Linked DNA regions of Mus musculus: all the other regions are linked to region 5. Evidence: chromatin contacts called from public HiChIP or PLAC-seq, Micro-C and promoter capture Hi-C data. All regions are on one chromosome and are shown on one strand. Each heading gives the region's core, a stretch centred on a gene start, on an enhancer-like site or on the middle of the called end of the contact. The rest is flanking DNA. Distances are from core to core; before and after follow the strand shown.

What was found. Promoter capture Hi-C pulls out the DNA fragments that hold promoters and counts their contacts. HiChIP or PLAC-seq counts read pairs in DNA pulled down with a chosen protein or histone mark. A called contact is a pair of places that touch in the nucleus more often than the background predicts.
Region 1: an H3K4me3 HiChIP or PLAC-seq map of pro-B cells shows a contact between it and region 5, with 4 times the contacts expected there. The contact joins the enhancer-like site here to the promoter of Rfc4 in region 5. A contact is called at or near these places in 6 of 39 promoter capture datasets (the C10 cell line, cranial neural crest, maxillary cranial neural crest and 3 more), 2 of 15 datasets of contacts at CTCF or cohesin (the NIH/3T3 cell line and large pre-B cells), 10 of 484 Hi-C or Micro-C datasets (the AtT-20 cell line, the G1E-ER4 cell line, Th2 cells and 5 more), 22 of 115 datasets of contacts at active chromatin or transcription factors (the 230-238 cell line, the SCID.adh cell line, T-cell acute lymphoblastic leukemia and 10 more) and 3 of 9 other capture datasets (adipose tissue, embryonic stem cells and liver).
Region 2: a promoter capture Hi-C map of the 3T3-L1 cell line shows a contact between it and region 5, with 4 times the contacts expected there. The contact joins the enhancer-like site here to the promoter of Rfc4 in region 5. A contact is called at or near these places in 1 of 39 promoter capture datasets (the 3T3-L1 cell line) and 4 of 115 datasets of contacts at active chromatin or transcription factors (the SCID.adh cell line, T-cell acute lymphoblastic leukemia, craniofacial prominence and 1 more).
Region 3: a contact with region 5 is called in a CTCF HiChIP or PLAC-seq map of the NIH/3T3 cell line, with 7 read pairs. The contact joins the promoter of Masp1 here to the promoter of Rfc4 in region 5. A contact is called at or near these places in 3 of 39 promoter capture datasets (the 3T3-L1 cell line and neural stem cells), 1 of 15 datasets of contacts at CTCF or cohesin (the NIH/3T3 cell line) and 1 of 115 datasets of contacts at active chromatin or transcription factors (the SCID.adh cell line).
Region 4: a contact with region 5 is called in a Micro-C map of embryonic stem cells, with 3 times the contacts expected there. The contact joins the promoter of Dgkg here to the promoter of Rfc4 in region 5. A contact is called at or near these places in 1 of 39 promoter capture datasets (hippocampal neurons), 1 of 484 Hi-C or Micro-C datasets (embryonic stem cells) and 1 of 115 datasets of contacts at active chromatin or transcription factors (microglia).
Region 6: a contact with region 5 is called in a FOXA1 HiChIP or PLAC-seq map of pancreatic cancer cells. The contact joins the enhancer-like site here to the promoter of Rfc4 in region 5. A contact is called at or near these places in 4 of 39 promoter capture datasets (embryonic stem cells, frontonasal cranial neural crest and neural stem cells), 1 of 15 datasets of contacts at CTCF or cohesin (the NIH/3T3 cell line), 6 of 115 datasets of contacts at active chromatin or transcription factors (the SCID.adh cell line, bone marrow-derived macrophages, embryonic stem cells and 1 more) and 3 of 9 other capture datasets (adipose tissue, liver and pancreatic islet).

The regions. Positions count from the first base shown.
Region 1 is chr16:23,399,779-23,402,941 of GRCm38.p6, reverse strand. No RefSeq gene overlaps it. Among named protein-coding and RNA genes, the nearest start is that of Rtp1, 28 kb to the left of the region's middle. Within about 2 kb of position 1,256, at least 31 of the 459 cell types and tissues checked have an H3K27ac peak or open chromatin away from gene starts, as enhancers often do. A contact at or near this core is called in the G1E-ER4 cell line, the SCID.adh cell line, pre-B cells and 1 more, where this site is marked.
Region 2 is chr16:23,452,858-23,456,408 of GRCm38.p6, reverse strand. It overlaps a transcript of Masp1 not described here. Among named protein-coding and RNA genes, the nearest start is that of Rtp1, 26 kb to the right of the region's middle. Within about 2 kb of position 1,843, at least 24 of the 459 cell types and tissues checked have an H3K27ac peak or open chromatin away from gene starts, as enhancers often do.
Region 3 is chr16:23,519,073-23,522,458 of GRCm38.p6, reverse strand. It overlaps Masp1 (mannan-binding lectin serine peptidase 1), which reads left to right and starts at 1,644. Exons shown (of 11, transcript NM_001359083.1): 1 at 1,644-1,913. The coding sequence starts at 1,909. It also overlaps a transcript of Rtp4 not described here.
Region 4 is chr16:22,655,310-22,658,699 of GRCm38.p6, reverse strand. It overlaps Dgkg (diacylglycerol kinase, gamma), which reads left to right and starts at 1,469. Exons shown (of 25, transcript NM_138650.2): 1 at 1,469-1,751.
Region 5 is chr16:23,125,828-23,129,253 of GRCm38.p6, reverse strand. Rfc4 (replication factor C (activator 1) 4) reads left to right here and starts at 1,524. Exons shown (of 11, transcript NM_145480.1): 1 at 1,524-1,569; 2 at 1,713-1,854. The coding sequence starts at 1,724.
Region 6 is chr16:22,837,541-22,841,014 of GRCm38.p6, reverse strand. The region is part of intron 2 of Tbccd1 (TBCC domain containing 1); the gene reads left to right. Among named protein-coding and RNA genes, the nearest start is that of Tbccd1, 18 kb to the left of the region's middle. Within about 2 kb of position 1,659, at least 60 of the 459 cell types and tissues checked have an H3K27ac peak or open chromatin away from gene starts, as enhancers often do. A contact at or near this core is called in the NIH/3T3 cell line, bone marrow-derived macrophages and pancreatic cancer cells, where this site is marked.

The DNA.
Region 1 (3,163 bases), core at 7-2,506, 270 kb before region 5:
AGGGAAATTGGGGCCCCCTTTAGTGGGTCTTGGTCTCTTTGATAAAAAGAATTTTAAAAACAGTCAGATTGAGACACGCTGACTCCGTGGCAGGCTTCAAGCTGGCTTCAAACAGGAGACTAGGCCTAAATTTCTGTTTCCAAGACCCGGGCAAGTCCAGACCTCAGAAGCTACCCTGCCGTTGGCCCTGAGGTAAGGACACGGTCAGCATCACTTTCCAGATGTCCTCGGGAACAGTTTTCAGACTTCCCCAGCAATGGTTCTGGAATGTCCCCAGAGATAGAGCCAAGAGATAGAGGTTACCTACCTACACCTCCCCGGGACTCCCTGATGTACTTTAAATTGGGCCTGCAAACTCACATGGGCATCCCCACATTGGAACAGGAGACTCCAGCATTCTGGACTTCTGCAGAATAAAACACTCTTTGCTTTTATATACTATTTGAGTCCTGGGTATCATTCTTTGGTGAATCATGGACCTTTATGAGATAAAAATGTCAGGACAATTTTATTAGAATTTAGAAGGAAAATCATAAGGTAGCAAGTTGGAAATCTTGCCCAGAGGAGAATGGAGAAGGGCACAGCCATGCTGTTTGAATTAAACAGATATGGAGCTCAGACACAGGGAGGGCAAGCGACCACCTGGCAGGAAGCAAAGCATTAGAAAAGTAAAGCCCAGACCATTAGGAAAAGCATGCTTAGAGAGGGGGCAGGAAGAAGAAAAGCAAAGTCACGCTTGTGTGAGTAACTCAGACTTATAGAGCTGTATGGCTGCACTGTGAAGGAGACCGTGCTGGGGTGGGGTGGGGGTGGGGGGTGTCTGGGAAGAAAACATGCCTTGCCTCAGTAAAGGGATAATTATTGGCTTAGGGTGGGCCAATTCTTCCTGAGGGATAGATCCTTGGCCAGGTGACCAACCTGCCCCTGAATTAACTCTTAGTGGGGGAGACAGTGCAGGAAGTGGAGGGAACAAAGAATCCTGGCGCTTTCTCCCACTCTCACTCACTCTCATTTGGCAAACCTACAAACACCTCCACCTCCCTTCCTCCTTGATTTCCCAGCAGCCACAATCTGTAATGGCTTGCTTCCTTGTGAGACTAGGAGAAGGAAAGAAGAGGTTAAGGAAATAAGAAGAACGCCTGTGGGCGTTGGTATTTGAGGAGGACAGTGAAGACCTTGTAGAGTGAAGACCTTGTCAACGTGACTGATTCATTACTGGGGGAAGGTGGTATTGTAGATAAGGGAAAGAACAGCCAGCGGCATCTGGGGGAGTCAGTAATGGCTGCCTTTCTGGGACAGAGAGAGTAGCACAGAGAGCAGGAAGGGGGAGCAGCAGCCTGGTTATTGCCAGGGCTGCAGGAGTAGGGAAGAGCATGAAGATAGTGGGAGACTCTTGCTGGTTACTATGTGTTATGTGGAAGAGGAAGAAGGGGAGGAGGGGGAAGGGGAGGAGGAGGAGGAGGAGGAGGAGGAGGAGGAGGAGGAGGAGGAGGAGGAGGAGGAGGGGGAGGGCAGTTATCTGGAACAGCTGGAATCTAGCACAGGGCTCTGATCTGTTGGTGGCTTGTTTGAGTAAATAGAGGACTAGATGCTGGCTCTGGATTTTGGGGGACCGAGGGGGACTGTAGTAGCAGAGGAAAAAGTATTAGCTAACAGAAACTCACTTTACAAGGTTTCTGAAGAATGCTAAGTGCTTACTGGGTCGGAATTCAGCCTGAGCTGAGCCCAAATTGTCTTTTTGGAGGTTGGGGCTTGACAGCACACACTTATAATCACAGCACATAGGAGGCAAAGACAGAGGATTAAGAGCACAAGGCCAGCCTTGACAATGTACTAAGTTCAAGGCCAACCTGGTTTCTGTCAGGCTGTTAGGAGGCATGGAAGACCACTCGGGCACAGGTTCAAGACAACAGAATTAGCCAACCACCGACTATACTGGGTGTTTGGGACCCAAGTACAGACCTGAACTTTTCTCAGGGTGAGCTTTTAAGCACAAAAGCCATAAACTGGGCTGACACACCTCAGTCAACAAGAACAGCTAGCCAGAAGCAGAACTACAGATGCCGAAAAACAAGGTTAGTACATCTAGAGACATTTCCAGAACTATGGACATTGATGGATTAGGTCTTTGTTTTTGTTTTGGTGGATGTTGCTACCTACAGGCTGCGTTCCAAAGCCTGAATGATGCTTCCATCATGGCGTCAGTTGGGTTAAGGCATACAAAGTTCTAGGGCCTTTACATTCCCAACTTGGAGGCATTAGTCAAACCATGGACTCATCTGGGGTCAGAGGTTATATCAACTCCTTAGCACTAGTAGTTTAACTGAATTTATTTTCTATTTTACATAGCCGTGGTGGTTTGAAAGAAAACAGCTTCCTATAGGCTCACGGAGAACTGTGCTAATAGGAGGTGTGGCCTTGCTGGAGTGGGTGTGGCCATGTTGGAAGAAGTGCATCACTAAGGGCTGGACTTTGAGGTCTCAGAAGCTCAAGCCTGCCTGGTGGCTTACCACTCACTTCCTTTTGCCTATTGGTCCAGATGCAGAGCTCTCCACTCCTTCTCTAGCATCTTATCTGTCTATGCACAACCACGGTGAAAATGGGCTAAACCTCTGAATATGTAAGCCAGCCCCAAGTAAATGTTTTTCTTTATAAGAGTTGCTGTGGCCATGACATCTCTTCACAGCAATAGAACCTAACTAAGGCAGTAGCTAAGTAGGCAGTTGAGCAAGCAGCATCCTACAGAGCTAGGAACAGAAGGATGAACTCGGCTGGGTGTGATGGGAAATTTGCTGCTGTGGGGGTGTTGAGAAACACAGGTTATTGGCTCTTTCCATGTTGGCTTCAGGCTTGGATCAGGACTCTCTTTACCCATGCAAGGTCACCCAGCTCAGACAGACAAAAGTGCAGCCTCTCACACCACCTGATGAATATCCTCTGTGTCTGCTGCAGAGCCCATGAGGACTTGAGGATGAAATGGTTAGTAATTTTTGCCTAATGAACCTTTCCATACTAAGGTCCATATGGCCCTTAGGAGGTGTGATGGTTTAAATATGCTTGGCCCATGGGAAGTGGCACTATAAGGAGGTGTGGCCTTATTGGAGGAGGTATGACCTTCTTAGAGGAAGTGTGTCACTGTAGAAGCAGGGTTTTGAGGTCACAT
Region 2 (3,551 bases), core at 594-3,093, 330 kb before region 5:
TGGTCAAGTTGCAGAGAATAAGACTGCTCAGGCCTAAATGAGATATCTGTGTCATACCCCTGGCAGGCCAGGGTTCAGGGATCTCTGCGGAAGAGGCAGGCAGAAAGTGATGGATGCCTACAGGGAGGCTCTCTTCTGGACATAACTGAGCAACTGCGCACATGTGATACTACGCATAAGACCTTTGCAAGCCCAAGCCAGACAAAATCCCATCATGGGGAAGGGAGATAGGCACAAAGTCTCACCCTAACTGAAGAGATATTGGCAATTGAGAGCTTTTGTGAAAAGGTGAGTCAGTTTAATTTAAAGGTGCCGCCTCTGGAGGGCTAACCACACTCCAGTGAAAGGCCGCATGCCCAATAGTAACACAGGCTAAACAGATTAGATCTGTAGGGTTTAAGAAAGGAAGGAAGGGAAGGAAGAAAGAAAAAGGAAGGCGAAGGAAAGGAAAGGAAAAAGATAAAATAAAATAAAATAAAATAAAATAAAATAAAATAAAGGAGAAAAGTCACAAAGTTGAGTGAGCAGGGAAGGAGTGGATAGATCTGGGAGAAAGAGATGGGAGAGAGATGATGAATATGATCAAAATACATTATAAAAATATAAAATGAACTAATAAAATGCAAAAAAGAAAGTGAGAAAGGAAGAAAGAGAGAAAAAAGAAAGAAAGGAGGGGAGGAAAGAAGGGAAGGAGGGAAGGAGAAAGGAAGGAAGGAAGGGAGGAAGGAGGGAGGAAGGAAGGAGGGAGGGAGGGAGGAAGAGAGGGAGGGAAGGAGAAAGGAAGGAAAAGAAGGAAGGAAAGGAAGGAAGGAAGGAAGGAAGGAAGGAAGGAAGGAAGGAAAAGAGAAAAGCTGAGGCACATCATGTCTTAGGAGCAGGTGTGGAAGCACAGTTAATGGTCTCAGAACTTAAATGTAGCCATGTTTTCTGCATCCAAGCCTCCTTATTAAATAAGAATACAATGACTTCTCTACCCTTAGCCCGGATTCACATTGTCCCCACATCTGAGATTTCATAAACTTATAGGATGTCATGGCTAGTTTTAGGGATTACCAAGTCCTACCTCTTTGTTTCACAGATATGGAGTCTGAGGCTTAAATTGATGCAAGGGGAGAAAATGTTGCCTGACCTGTTGCTCTCTATGCTGGGCTCCTTGCTTATTCATAGCCTCTGCCCAGGCACCTCCTTCCTACACCCTAACAATACTGTAGACATGGGGAACAGGATGTGTGAGATTACAGCTCTCACACAGCCTCAGCGCCTTGCCAGCTGCCAGGAGGTTGAGGTAGATCAACCAAGAAACCAGGTAACCCATCACAGAAGCAATGCCCTCCACCTCAGCAGCACTCCCACCCTCTCCCTCCGAGGGAGCCATTTCAGCCCTTTCTCCTCCAGCAGAGGATGATGCCCTTGGCAGGGCAATCTTCAGCACCCTCACCTCAGCCTCTCTCACTCTCTCCTCATACTGTGTCCAACAGGAACCATGGTCATCGTCAGTGGCTGGGGGAAGCAGTTCTTACAGAGGTTTCCAGAGAACCTGATGGAGGTGAGGTATAATTTATATCCTGCAAGCAATCATTTCCTGGCCACGCGTTGGGCCTCCTGCTGTATACTGCCTGCTCTAGGATTTAGAGGCCGGGAGGAAGGAAATGATAAAAGATGGGGGCCAAACTCAACTTGAAAATTTAATGGGACTCAAAGTCACAGAAAGTTTGATATGTTTGTTTAACTGGTCATGGGCTCCAGCCTCAAAATACCACTCTATGTGTCTGGCATAGAGTAAAAACCTCAGAATACAGAAACTCTCCCAGAACACAGCGAGTGCGGGTACCCAGCAGGCTCGTGATTCATCTGCACACCACGAAGACTGCATACCAAATTAGCAAGAACAGGCCAGGCTCCAAGAAGCACAGTCCCTGCAGAAGTGAACTTGACCACTGCATTTGAAAGCCACCCTCCTATGATTTCAGAAATGAATCCTGAACTTGACCTAAGGAGCCATGGCTCCAAGTCTGGGGCCCGAGCAACATCCTCAGTCCCTGAGTCATTGTACACTTCTAGGTGAAGGGGACTAGAGATAGCATCAAACTTCCTAAATTTCTTCTAAAAACTGCCTGGCTCTTACTTTCCTGGGTTCTATTATGGGCCTGTGTTCTAAACTCTTCACCATATTTAAATCCTTGTACATATGTTATCTCATCACAGTTTAAAATTTTGACTGTGTAGCAATCATCCATTGTTTCACCCGTGAGCTTCCAAGTGGTTACATGCTGTCTCCTGTGAACTAGCTACAAGATTTGCCAGGGAAAAGGGGGCAAAAGGTTCAAGATGGCCTCCCAAAGGATGAATAGTAGTTAGTCAGTGACGCCAGCACATGCTGACAGCATGTCCTCATGACATGCCTTCCTGTCCCCACTTTCCTAGGAGGGCCATCCCAAGGAGAATCTTCATGTTCCTGTTGGAGACAGTGTTATGTTATATGTTATATGTTATATGTTATATGTTAGATGTTAGATGTTAGATGTTAGATGTTAGATGTTAGATGTTAGATGTACCCTTGTAACAAGAACCAACAGAGGGTGTGTGCTAAGGGGAAATGTTCCATTCAGTTCTTATAGTGAGGGAAAGTAATAAATGAGAATTGGCTACAGAGCCAGTGTGGTAGGCTGTCTCAGGACCTAGCATTTAGGCAATGGACAGATGAAACATCTGTAAAAGATATTTGTTACTCTTGCAGAGAACCCAGGTTCAATTCCCAATACCCAATACCTACCTGTTGCCTCACAGCTGTCTGTAAGTGCAGTTCCAGAGAATCTAATGTCCTCTTCTGTCCTCCACAGGTACCCATTATGCATGTGGCACACAAACATACATGCAGGCAAAACCACATAGTGTAAAAAAATAACATTCTTACTTTTCAAAGATACCTAGTATACAGAACTTAGCATCTTGATCATCCATTTCCATTGAGAAACTGTTTATGATTAGTTTGTCAAAGAACTGTGAATTCCATCTTTAAGATAAGGTATGGGAGTCTCAGTGCTCTAAGAAAGATCTCTCTTTCTTAAAGTCACATGCACCAGCTTCCAGAGCAGAGATGAAGGAGGCATATACAAACCGACACGGTGTTTCTATATGCTGTCATATTTAAAGCTGGTATATCCTAGGCAAGTATTGTCTCCATATTACAGACAAAATAAGTGAATCTCACTCTGGCAAAGCTGCTTTACCAGGGTCTGTACCTACAGCAAGTCTGTAGCTGAGGCTGTAGCAGAAAATGAGTCTCCAGTTCTCCATTCAGCCATGCCTTTCCATGTACCACGCGGCAATTCCTGAAGCCACATGTAAGGCCTCTGGCAGCCCGCTCAGAGCTGTCAGAGCAGCAAGGGCTCCTAAGCGAGGTGTGAGAACCAACCACAGCTTTGTGTTTCAGATTGAAATCCCAATTGTAAACTCTGACACCTGCCAGGAGGCCTATACCCCATTGAAGAAGAAAGTGACCAAGGACATGATCTGTGCCGGAGAAAAGGAAGGTAAGAGAAGAACCCAAC
Region 3 (3,386 bases), core at 395-2,894, 390 kb before region 5:
CAGAGACCATTTCTCTCGGGCAATGCCTGAGTTCAAACCTCCCTCCTCATCACACACACTTACACTACATTATCAGCCAGAGCCTCATAATCATGCCAATCACACAAGGCTGGCACTCAGGAAAGCTAAACTGGAGAACTTGGAGGAAAGACAAGAAGGGGTTACAGTAAATGTCAAATCTTTGCTCCCCCCAAAATACGTCAAGGAGAGCTATCTCAGGGTGGAGAATGTGTTTGGCACCTTGATTCAGGTGGCAGGTGGCCTTCTGCATGACTGAAAAGCAGCTCATCCTCAAATTCTCACTTGTGCCTCGTTACAGTTTCCATTCAGCGAACAAAGAGATGGGATCTGAAACAGTGCTGTACGCAGCCAGGTTGGTCAGAAAACATAGATCACCGTTAAAGTCTGGATCAGCATCTAAAGCGCTTGAAATAGTTCAGGACTCGGTTTCTCTGTTAGTGGATGTATGTGGTTTGCAAACGCCACGTGCTCTGTGATACGTTACCGAGACGTGGTGTCATGGAACCCATGAGAGATGGACTTCTTCCTCCCTTCCTAAGTGTATGACCACTTCCTCTGGGCACTTTCTTTACTGGAGTTATAATGCTACCACAGGCCTGGACAAGGTTCTCGAAGGAACGAGTGGGGCCAGGGTTAGCGCCCAGTGGCTCTTCTAACAGCTGGCTTGAGGTGGCAATGGCTCCAGAAGTGGTAGTGGGATCCTGGATGCCTTGGCCAGTCCTATAATCTTGTTAAGACATCATTTTCCCACCTGGAAAAGATCCATCAGAGAGAACCCTCAGAAGTTTGTGGAAGTGATTTAGACAGCGTTTGTGCCTGGCGCTGAAATGATGCAGGTGAGCGGGCCCACCCACCTCACACGCCCTTCAGCGCAGGCTGCCACTTTTGTGTGTTGGGGTTATTACTGTGGAAGGGCCTCTGTCGGACTGAGATGTCGGACTGCAGAGATGATACTGTGGTGGAGTTACAGTAGGGGTTAGCTGTGGAGAGGGTTATATGTGGTGCTGTCTTTAGGAAGAGGGCTCTCTTATTACTCAGCTCAGCATAGATCTGCTGTACGTTTCTCTATGGGGCCTGAGGCACTGACAGCACACAGGCACAGTTCTTTCTAGATGCATGGGGCACCTGGCTCTCTGGCTTTGCTGAAGCCTTTTTCCCAACTGGGTAAATTAGATCTCTGCATGCTTGCAGTTAGACAGTGCCACGCAGCAGCCTTTCAAGTGGGGAGAGTAAGTAGCCAACTGCAGGAACTGGTGCTCCCTCACCAGCGGGGCCAGCCACGAGGTTTTCAGAAGGAAAAAAAAAAAAAAAAAAAACCTGTGGATGTCCACGAACAGGCTGAGGCTTGGAATCTGCCTTCTTTTTTATAATCTCCTAGAACTGCCTTTTTAGTTGGCTGTTTCTGTTTAATTGTTCTTTTGCTGGGGTCCTAAAGTAGAACAATTATAGCCATCAGGCAAGGGAGGCTGAAGAGAAATTACTCTCTCTCTCTCTCTCCTCTCTCTCTCTCTCTCTCTCTCTCTCTCTCACACACACACACACACACACCTCTAAGTCTCTCAGATTTTTTTCTCAAGGGCTGCAGTCCCTCCCTAGGAGGGGACTGGCTAACAGATCTTGCAAGGAAACAGTCTGTCAGGTCCCTCCGAGTGTACATAAGCTCAGACAGAGAGAGGAGAGAGGGAAAGCCAGAGGGAGAGGGGGAGAGGGGATCTGTTGCAGGCAGGAGAAGGCGTGACCTGAATGGAGAATGCCAGCCAATTCCAGAGACACACAGGGACCTCAGAACAAAGATAAGGCATCGCTGACACCACACCGGGGACTGGGACGAGCTCACAGACAAGTCTGGCAGAAGGAACCAAAGCCAGGAGCTCACAGAGCAGGAAAATGAGGTGAGTGCCTGGTCAGGGGACCGAGTGGAGAGCAGCCCGCTGGGTCTGACCTTGTCTCTAGGCAGACTCACCTGCTTATCCTCTGGGCGGCTGGGGATGGGGGAGTCTCATCAATCCTGGGGGCCCTGTCCCTGGGGCACCTTCCCAGGGACTCCGGAGAGTCGCAACTTGAAACCAGATAGTTTGTGCAAAGCCTGCTCCTGGCGAGGCTGAGGCTCAGATTTCTCTCTCTGCCAGCACAGGGTGCTGCCTACTGGCCAATGCGATCCTCCTCCTCCTCCTGCCCACAAGGCTGATTCTTCTTTTTGCTGCTCGGCAAAGAGCACTGATTTCTTTCTCCCAACACTTTGAGAGTTAGATAATGTGTTTGTGTGTTTATATTTTTTTTTTCTGACCGGAAAAGACAACAGTTCCCCCCACAGCCTCACTTGTGGTTTCTTGAGCCTTCAGAAGTTTGCCAGTTAAACCTCAATTTAGAAAACTAGAAACCTGTCCCCATTTTACAGTTCCCTATAAATTCTGCATTTCTCACTGAAATCAGAGGCAGCTGGTGACATGAATCAGGCTAGGAAATGCACCAAATGGCTCTTAAAGAGACACCACAGTTTTTTTAAGGAGCATGTGGGATTCAGAAACCTACCACTTTAAATTCTAATGGGCTTGAAGCTCTTCAACCTTCCCTGTTTCTTGTGTCCCTTCATGTTCCTCACCAGGCATTTCTTATAAGCTTTACCAGAGTCTGAAACCCCAACTATCCTAATTATTGTTATCACTTGTAAGTGTCAAAAAGAGCAAGGAAACACACTCTGGAGATGTGTTAAGTCCCTACACACCTATTTTCCATTCGCTTTCCTTTAAATCAGGAAAGTTTCTATTTGTTTCTTTTCTTCAGTCACCTGGTAACTTGCTCAGTCCAGGGCCAATAAAGAGTGAGCTTCCATCTGTGTAACTTTGGATTGCATTGACCTATGCCTAGGAGGAAGAGCTGTCTCTAAAAGTTCATTCCGTCATTCTGATCTTGTAAAGTTGTCCTTTGGTTTTGTTCATTTTTCCCTTCTTCTGAAACAATGGCTTTTCTTCCTTTGTACTGTGGAATGATATTCTGCCTTACCTGTGCCTCAGCCATCCCAAAAGCTCACCGTTGTATATGCTTAACCCTCAATTTAGGACAACCCTCCCAGGTATTTCGCTCAACATTGTGTCCTCGTTTCTGATCTCCATCCCTCAGACATGGCATCTCTTCCTTTGTTCTCATCTGTGGCCATATTTCTTGTCATCTCTGGCGTGGCTACTGATTTAAATGTCCACTTCCCACTTCCGAGGGATGTAACCAATGTCTTCATCTTTGTAGGTCTTCATGGTCATGTGACCAGCACCTAACATCATGTTCCTTTCTAGTAGAAATTCAGTAACTATGACAGAGTCGAATTCAATTACTGAATATCAAAAAGAAGTTCTAGGAAAGTGTCCTGC
Region 4 (3,390 bases), core at 220-2,719, 470 kb after region 5:
CCCAGGTGAGGTCCATGACGGGAGTCAGTGCGAAGTGCCTGAAAAGATAGCAGGAACTTTAATAAATATTCTCGGAATGAGTAAGTCAGTACCTGACATGGAAACAAGAAGATGAAGGACAAACTCACACACGTGTTACAGAACACCCTCACACCAAGTGTGTCAGCCTGGCTGAGGGCAGCTCTGAGAAGCTACCCAGGGGCCCTGGATCAAAGAATGGATTGTGGATGAAGTGTGAGCACAGGGTATCATCCATCCATCCATTGGCTTTGCCCTTATCATCATGCGGAAGGAAGTGTAAGAGCTCTCAGGACTTCTGTTCTGTCTTGGTTCCATCACCCCCTGCTAGTGGCCAGGGATGAGTTAACCACTGGGTCTTTCAGTGCTTTTCAACAGTCACGTCTGCAGCTTCCTCCCCAGATGCCTAGACACACAGTCCCCTGCTCCTCTGCGTTCCGAAAAAAAAGCTTTTCTTGGCTGCAGTTCCACACAGGGACCTCCACTGCCCACTGGCAGAAGAGAATTCTTGGCTGTGGAAACGGGTGAACTCCACATATTTTACAGATGAGAGTAAACTCCTGGTGACTCTAAATGTGGTGTGAAACTGACAAAAGTCATTCTGTTGAAATAACATCGCCGCTGCTGCCACCCTACGCAGACACCCGCGTCATGGAAAGAAAAGGTCCCACAGGTCCCCGTGCCTCTGCCACTGCAGCCTCTTGGGCCTTATCCTCAATCCCACGTCATTTTCTCTAATTTTCTACTTTTCCTTTTTTTTTTCTAGTTCTCTTTTTTCTTGTGCATGTATATTTTGTTTGTTTTAGAAGTGTTTTATTTGTCCTGTAGGAAGACTACCCAATGTCATGCAAAGACAAAGGAGAAAAATCATAATCTTTAGTCCTGAGACCTTACCCATCCATCAGAGCCCCTTTCTGCTTAGCTAGATTGATCCCGACCATGTATGCCTGCAGAGGAGAAATAATCACCAATCTGCTGCCACTGGGTCAAGATTGTCAGAAATGTCCTTCTGGACGGGATCGATGACAATGGACATCAGAGACAGCGAGTTCCTAGAAAACAGAGAACTTGTTGATTTATTTTTATGTTAATATATTTTTCTTTGCTTTGGTTGGAATATTTAGGCAGCTCAGACCCCTAGGTTTCTAGGTTAAGGAACGTAAACAGCCAGAGGACATTGTATTTTTCAAGTAATGTCCTCTACCTTGATGTCAGCTGGTTTCTCACAGCCACCAACCAGCACTCTGACCAAAGCCCTGCCAGCCAGGAGTGCCCTGATCATGTACAGAGGTTCCCACCCAACGCATCCGTGGGTGTGCGAGTGTGCGCGCAGCACGTGTTTATGTGTGTGCACCAGTGTGTTTGTGGGGTGCGCGTGTGTCTGCGCGCGCGGGTGTGTGGCGGGGGCGGGCACTGCGCCCGGGGGGCAGGGCTCCGCAGCGAGAGTGGCAGCTGGACTTGCGATGCTGCGAGGGACAGGGTGCAGAGCCGCAGTGCCGTAGCGGGTAGCAGAGGCAGCCTTCCCTTCCAGCAGCGAAGGCGGAAGACCCCGGGGCGCCAACCCTGGTGGCTGCCTGATGTCTCCGCCCCAGAGAGGGCTGCACCGGGAGATCGCCCGGGCGCCCGCTTCGGTCCCCTTCTGTCTCTCGGTTCCTCTTTCCTCCCAAGTAAGGGAATAAGCGGCTAGGAGGGAGCGCCCCCGGCAAGCGCGCAACCAAGTGTTGCATGGTGAGGTAAGACCGCGACCGCGAACCAGGGATCACCAGTTTGGGGGGACCCGGCAGCAACTTGGAGAGCCAGGGCAAAGCAAGAGTGGGTCCCGCGATAGGGAAAGGAACTGCAGACGAGGCCCCTGCGCTCATCTTGACCGCGCCACCTGCCACAAACCCTGGCCAGAGGGGATGCGCCAGTGGACTGGGCAGGGTGGGGCCCCCTCCCTATGTGGTCGGTGCAGAAGCGAAGGTGTGCAGAGGACAAGCGGCCTTGCTTCGGGCAATTTGCTGAAGCAACTGGTCAAATGCCATCCTTTCTTACGTTGACTCCAGGGTATCCAGAGCGCGGCACAGGGAACCCGAGGGCTGCGGGGAGCAGAGAATGTCTTTCTGCTGTCTGGCCGCCAGAGCCTCTGACAGTCTCGCAGGGTTCTGAGACTTTGGGACACTCCAAGTTCAAAGCCTCTAGGGTGGTGGGTTTAGAGAGAAGCTGAAGAGAATACAGACACCTTGGCAAATAAAAGGGGTAGCGTCGTGGGAATCTAATATCGGCCTGTTTCTTTTGGGTCACAAGACCTGTCTGTGTTGGTATCTCTATAAGGGAACCTCCAGAATTACCTGTGGGGCTGTGAGGCCGTGGGACATACACGAGAACTCCTCAAGACCCCCGCACACATATCTCCTGATGTCTCTTTCTTCAGAACTAGTGAACTAGAATTTGAGGAGGGGGCTGTGGAGCTCGTAAAAGCCCTACAGGTGATTCAGGGGCTCTGCCTCCATCCCTGCTGTGGACAGGGAAGAAAAGCACCATATGCAAGCAGTCCCGTTGTGCAATTCTGGGTAGCTAGGTAGCGGAGAGACCCCTCCCTCAGTCGCCGGGGGTGGGAGGAGGAGGGCACCAGGAGGGTCTGCTGAGGGGCCAGATGACATGTGACTGAACCACAGTGGCGTTCAAGAGTGCTGGGTGGACCTGCGGACTCACTTGTCCCGGCTGCTAGATTATCTGTCCGTGCCTCATTAGCATACGATGGCCTCCCTGTGGGGAGCAGGACCTAGGAGAACTGTTTGTCAAGCTTTCGGTTCGGGGCCTTAGGGGACACATCATAGATCTAGAGATGTACAATGACCACCTCCAAACATCATGAGGGACAGTAGTCTGCCCTTCTGGTCTGGAAGGGGACATCGACTTTGTTATCTTGGTGCCTGGGATTCAGTGTTCATAAAACGCAGCTTCAGGATCCACTTGCTGGAGTACAGGGTATCCCCACAGTCAACAAAGGACTGAAGGAGTGACATTGGCTCACGGGGCAAACATCAGAAAACAAATGTGTGTGAGAACACACACACACACACACACACACACAGAGAGAGAGAGAGAGAGAGAGAGAGAGAGAGAGAGAGAGAGAGAGAGAGAGACTGTTTACAACTATAACCTTCTCAGTCTATGGGTGTCCCCTAACATGGGAAGATGTTTCTTGCTTAAAGGGTTGTATTTGCCAGAAATTTTACTTTGAATATAAATTATACTCATTAAATAAAACAGCTGCAACTAAGCTAATTTCCTGTGGTGCTTCTGGTCTGATCTAAGCGCCTCCCCACCCCCATCCCTTTAACATGTAACTCCAGCCACCTAGGCATTACCGTTTCCGGGAAAGATCTG
Region 5 (3,426 bases), core at 275-2,774:
CTGGTAGGATCTCTTGCAGAACCATCTCAAGGGGGAACGAAAACCGAAAAGAACAAAGTCTCTTGTTATAGCATTAACCCTGGAATTACTGAGGACAACACCGGGGATTGATTACATTGAGGTTTTCCATCTGAGGTTTGGAGGAAGCAGAAACATTATGTCCACTAACCACAGACCTTATAAATACATAGTCCCAGACACCAGAGATTCTGACCTTGTAGGTCTGTTTTGGGACTGAAAGTGTACTTCTGCCAAACCCTGCACAGGCTTCTGATGAAATGCAGCCTTTTAGAATTTTGGTTCTAGAAAATGAGCACAATTAGACAAATTCTACTTCTGGTGGAAACAATGACATTTCATCCACTGTAGGGCAAAGGTTAGTTGAACCCCCTGAGGGCTCAGGGGTTCTATCCAGGAAGGGTGACTATCTTTCACTCCTGTGGCTGGCAAGTTCAGCTCCCAGCAATGCAGTTACTGGAGCAGTCGTCGCTGTTGGACTCGTGTGACAACCACCTCTGCTACCAAAGCTACACTAGGAACTTATTATGCTAACATGAGGACATCTAAGGGCAGAGGCTGGCTAAGAACTGAAAGATTCATTTGGACTAGTAAATCCTTCACAGGACAAGCTGTCTGCTGACAGTTGGTATATACTACAAAGCTTTCAAATTCTTTCTTTTTCGCTTGGTCCACCCCCCCCCCCCCCCAAGATGCTGGAACGCAAACTCCAGTCCTCTGGGAAAGCAGCAAGTCCTTTTAACTGATGAGTTTATCTCCTGCCCGATCACGAGGTTTTTGAGTGGGTCTCGGGAATTACAAAATGCCCATAGAAGATGGTCCTCCCTCCCTACAATAAGCTGATTTTACTGACTGTAAGACATCTGTCCCGGGCTGTGTGTGTTTAAGTATTCCGCTTGCGTGCAAGTACGTGCAGCACACGTATTCAGGGTCTGCAGCCCTGAAGGGAACGTTGGACCCCTGAACTGGAGTTCCAGTTGTGAGCCACCAGATGGCTATCAAAACCCCAAGTATCAAACCGAAGTCCTCCACAAAAGCAGTGAATGCTCTTAAACCGCTGAGCCTTCTCTCTAGCTTCACTTCTAAAAAGCAGTTTGCTCTGTGTCCTTGAATATCGGGGGCAGGGCAGTAGTTCGCACAGTGTCCCCTTCCGGCGAAGGGTCAAGTGAGCACGTCTTGGCCCTGACCTCCGGGCTGACGGACGATGGCAGCAAACCCAAGAAGCCACTGGCTTAATGAAAGCCTCTCCCAGCGTGGGCCCGCCCTAGGCCCGGTCCTTCGAGCAAAGCTTTCTCCTTAGGTCGGCTCCTCCCCGACCGCGCTCTGCAGTGTCTGCTGGGCCGAGGTCTGGCCGCGGAGTCTACACAGGATCACCTCCGCGGAACGCCCCAGATGCACCCAGAAGCCGAGCTTAGCCACCGCTAGCCAAAAAGGGAGCGCGTCACTGGCACCCGCGCGCCGGAAGTGACGTTATTGCGTGGCGCGCTCCCGCCATGCCTTTCGCCGCCGTTCTGTGGCGGGAACCGCGGTGCCAGGGGGACGGTGACGACTGTAAGTGATGGGTCTGAGTGTTCTCAGCCTTTTACAGGCTGGCGGGGACCGGGATGTGACCTCCGCCTTCCCTCTAGGCACAAAGTTAGGGGTCCTTTCAAGGGGAGCTGCCCCATAATGGTTTCTTTTTGTCTTATACCCAGGAGAAGAAGCCATGCAGGCATTTCTGAAAGGCACATCTGTCAGTGCCAAAGCACAACTGACCAAGGACCGGGGGACACCTGCCACTGCAGGAAGCAGTGGAGAAACCAAGAAAGTCAAACCAGTTCCTTGGGTGGAAAAATAGTAAGAACTGCTTGTACTTTTGTTGAAATAACTAATAAGTGCTAGTGGGGTTTTTTTTTTAATGTAAGGGGGACTTTGCTATATTTAGATCACACCTTTGAGGGGTAGGGGGACGCGGTATCACCCAATAATAAGTCTTAGTCCTTGGAGTGATACAGTAGTTGAATTTAATTCTTTAGTTATATAGATGACCTAAGATGTTTATAAAGTGTACAGTTTTAGAGCCCTACAGAAACGAAGAAAGCAATGTTTCTGTGAGCTGGCTATAAACACTTCCACTGAAATCTGACTTTTATCCTTGTATGTATATGGTGAAATTTGTTGGGATCTTGTTGTTGATGTTAAGTACCACTACATTGTCATTTGCTAGATGATACTAGAACCGTCAGCTACGTGGAACCTCTTTGATCACTAAGGATCTTCAGGTTATTTACAAGTCAAACAAGGTCCTCGTGTGTGTTATTTTGCTGTTTCAATATTATTGAGAAGTTCAAATATGAGTACTTCATCTATATCACCCCTCTTCCTGCCCCCAACTCATCCCATAGCCGTCCCCGCAGCAAAGCAAGTGGTGGTCCCATTCAGATCATCGGGCTTTGAAAGCTCGCACTTACCTGTTGGGAATCTCGCTAACCTTAATCTAGGCAAGCACTCTACCACTGTTCTATACTCCGGCCCATAGATCTATAGTTTTCACATGTTTAAAATTTATCGTTGAGGAAGGAGGATGCATGCCATCACAAGCATGCTTCGACTCCCAGGTGGAGTAAGTTCTTAGCTGCCCTGTGTATTCCGTGTGTCAAACTTGGATCATCAGACTTGGCAGTAAGTGCCTTTGCCTGCTGAGCCATCTTACCACTCCAAAACTACCTACCTACCTACCTATCTATCTATCTATGTGTGTATATGTATGCATGTGTGTGTATGTATGTGTGTGTATATATATATATGTATATGTATATATATATATATATATATATATATATATATAATTTTTTTTTTAACAAGGAGGTGGGGAAGGGAGGACCTAGGGTTCAGCTTCTCCAGTCAGACGGCTCTGGCTCCAAGCTCTCACATTTGCTCACTTTTATGCTGCCTCTCCTTTGGAGAAGCCTTCATCACCACGTGCCTGTCATACATCCTTGGACGGTTTCACTGTTACCTGCCTCATCCTGGCAGACCTTTATAGCACACGCAATGATTCTTGCCCAGTACCAACCTGATTAATTACGCTGGTGTGGATCAGAGAATTTGGGGCCAATAAAAGGGCTCAGTGGGTAAAAACACTTGATGTAGAAACCTGACAACATGAGTTTGGTCCCCGAACACGGTAGTAGAAGGAGAGACGTGACCTCTGATATTTGTTCCCTTTACATCATCTGTATGTGTTGCCCACAGGCACACACACACACACACAAAACAAATAAAAAATTTTAAATTGTTTCTAGTTAATGTGTTTGAGTGTTTGGCCTACACATATATTGCCTGTGTTCCATGTGTGTACCGAATGCCCATAGAGGCTAGAAAAAGGCGCCAAATACCATAGAACTAGAGTTATAAATAGTTGTGAGC
Region 6 (3,474 bases), core at 410-2,909, 290 kb after region 5:
TCTTGGTCCCTCAGCATGAGGATTAAATCTCAACATGAATATTCAGAATGGACAAATCATATTCAAGCCAGGTCATTCTGCTTCTGCCTCTTGCTCCACACAACTCATATGCTGACAGATGGAATCATAGTCTGTGAATAGTCCCTAGATCTTAACTTATTAAAATGCTAGTCACTCACTCATTGGAGGTCCAAGGCAAACTCTTTAGTTATGAGGCCCTACAAATAAAGTTTTCTATTCATAGTATGTAGTGGAATAGGCTGTGCTGTTGGTAAACATTGCTATACCAAAGGGAATAGCTAAACAGAAAGCAGTAACTGGCCCAGAGCACATCCAGACACTATCAGAGCAGACACAAGTTGTTAAAACTCTGACTTCCCTTAAAACCACCAGAAGCTCTTCCTCTATGACTCTGCTAGGCTCAGCTCATACTCCAGCTCTCAGCTTAGAGTCTCATGACTGCAGCTTTCCCAGACTGACACTGTAGACTGGTAGTTCCCAGTTCCAGAGTCCTGGCGGATGTCCCATTATTTCTGTTCAGGGTCTGTTGGCAGTGGATAGTGGATAACAGGACCCCTTCTGTTTTATTCTCAAATCTGTGTGGAAACTGCTGTGTCTCCCTAGCCCTAATGTTACACGTGCCTCCAGCATACATTACACTAAATGCTGGTGATTACTCATCTGGATCAGTTCATCAGCTGTACCTGGGCCTGCTTGACATAGCTAAGGTGGCTAAAGTGTGTTCTTCTGGAAAGCAGGGAGCAGTGTGTGAGAGCTTACAGAGAGTGCTCGGAGCCTGTTCCCGAGACAGACAGTTCTGTCTGAAGGCCCTGAGCCTGTGGTGGAGAGGTAGCTCTGCAGACCTCTGAGGTGCCCTCCAAGTCCCTTTCCTCTTGTCCCCGTGCTTCTGGCCTCACTTTATCCATGCTGATCCCTCCTGGATGCACCTCTCCGTGGCACTTCTTTGCTCCTTTCCTGGAGGAGCTGTAAATCTTTCAAATCCTTTTGCGTTGTTTCCTTTTACATTGAGAAATTCTATTTTTAGATGGTGCTTCTAAAGCCTTCTTTCTGCAGTTCAGATGTAACCCAGGGGCAGCTTGGCAGCTTTGCTGTTTCAGTACTTTCTCTGCCAAGCACCCCAGTTTGTCACTTTTGAATTCTGCCTTCTATAAATCTCTAGGTGGGTATGGGCACAACCCTCTTGCAAGAGCTAACTCAAAGAATCCTGGAAGAACTGCATCTCTTCTGAAGGCAGTACTCAGCAAGACCTAGAGACCTCCCACTAGGGCCCACAGACCTCTCACAGATCCACTGTCTCCTCACATTGCCACGCTGGGCATCCAACTTCAACTCATGACTCACTCACCCAAACCACAGAGACCAGCACCTCTGCCATCATCGACTCCATAGCTAGTAGGAATGACTGGTATGCAAAAAGGTCAGAATACAAGTTCAGAAAAGGGCTTGAGGGTTTTTCATTCTTATGATAGAAATGACTTCACAGAGTATATTAATTATTTATAGTACATTAATTATAGCAACAGCGGCTTAGGCTGATAACTGTTTATTATTTGATCAACAGTCCTACACAGCTGCACTTGATAGGATGAATCTCTGGGCTCTTGTGTGAGCAGTGACTCAAGAAACCACATTTCTGTATTTTGGAGCTACTTAGTGTTAAATGGCTTTGCTGGGTGGGGGAAGGAAACATTGAAATGTAGAGGCTACATAATGTAACAACAGTTTATTGTTCATTTTACACAGAGGCTACACTTGAGCCATAGCTCTCCTCCAGGGTGTGCTTGACAAAGTCTACATCTTCTCCTGTGGGAAGAAATAGCTTCTTTGTAGATCATGCCTATTCTTGTCACAGCTGGGAAGAGCTGCAGATTGGAGGGAACCGGTGTCTTCTCCTCCCATGATGAGCTTGAGAGCAGGTCTTTACGCCGAAGCCATCACCATGGTAACGGCCACAGGTCCATCTGTCACCTTCCTAAATTTCTCCAGCATGCATTATTATTTTACTTGTGTATATATTAAGAGCACATGCATTCTAACTTTTTAGAAAACTTTATATTGCAGTATTGTTAGCTAGAGGCGTGGTACCCACCTCTGTAGTACAGACCCACAGAACTAAATTACCTTGTACGACTGAGGCTTTGTAAGCTTTGACATTGCCTGTTTTCCCTGCCTTCCAGCATTTGATGGTCACTGTTCCCTGTGCTTTTGTGCACTTACTGTGGTTGGACCATAGTTGGAACATGGTCTCCCACGATATCCCGTGTTGGGTTTTAATGCTCATCATGACAGATTGAGAGGACACAGGCTTAGTCTGAGCAAGGTCTCATGGCACAGGTGTAATCCGAGCTGCCAAACAGGCAGGAGGATCATAGGCTCAGGGCAACTGTGCTACAGAGGGAGTTTACGTCCAGCCTAAACAACTTGGCCTCAAAATAATACATAAATAAATAAATAAAATGCATGTATATTATCTATAAAAGATCCTAGTGACTCCACCAAACACTTTCAGAAAAGAAGCAGAATACAAGAAAAAAACATTCAAAAATCAGTAGTTTTTCTATTTTCTAAGATTGAACTTGCTGAGAAAGAAAGAAGAAAGCAATCAGCCAGCCTTGGAGTAAGCATAATCAAGGAGGTGAAAGGCCTCTACACTTTAACACTGAAAGAGGGGATTGAAGAAGACACAGAAAAGAAAAATGGCACCAACCCTCACAGATCAACAGAAGTAATATATATATGTAAATAAAATGGCAATATTACCAAAAGTGATCTACAGGCTTCACACAATTCAAAGTTTTGATGAAATTCTTTGCAATATGAGGGAAAATTATCTTAGAATTCATATAGAGGCACAAATGACCCTGAATAGCCAAAGCAGCTCTATGGAGAAAGAGCAAGGCTGGAGATACCACAATACCTGATCTTAAGTTGTAGTATGGAACCATAGTAACAAAAACAAGCATGTAGACTTACAGACTAGAGGACCCAGAGAAAAACGCAAGCACAGCTACAGCCATCTCATCTTTAACAGACACATGAAAAACACATTGGAGAGGTACTGTCATCTTCAGTAAGTGGTGCTGGGAAAAGTGGATATCCATAAACCAGACCCTCTGCCCTTGGAACAAAACTAACCAAAAATGTACCAGAGACCTGAAACTCTAAAACTGTTAAAGGAGAAAGCATATGATGCAGACGTAGCCAGGATTTGCTGGAGAGGACTCTGGGAGCCTGACAGGGCATAAGCTAAGAGTTGCTAATGGGGGCTGTGTGAGATTTCAAACTGCACAGTGAAAGGAGATTTCAGAGGAGTGAGCAGACATCTCAGAATGAGAAAAATGCAGACCATGCATCTAATGGATTGATATCTAGTATCTAGATAGCAATCTAGATTCTTGAGAGCCATGTGTATGGATATACTGCGTAGCAGTCAAAATATAGAGTCAGCTTAGT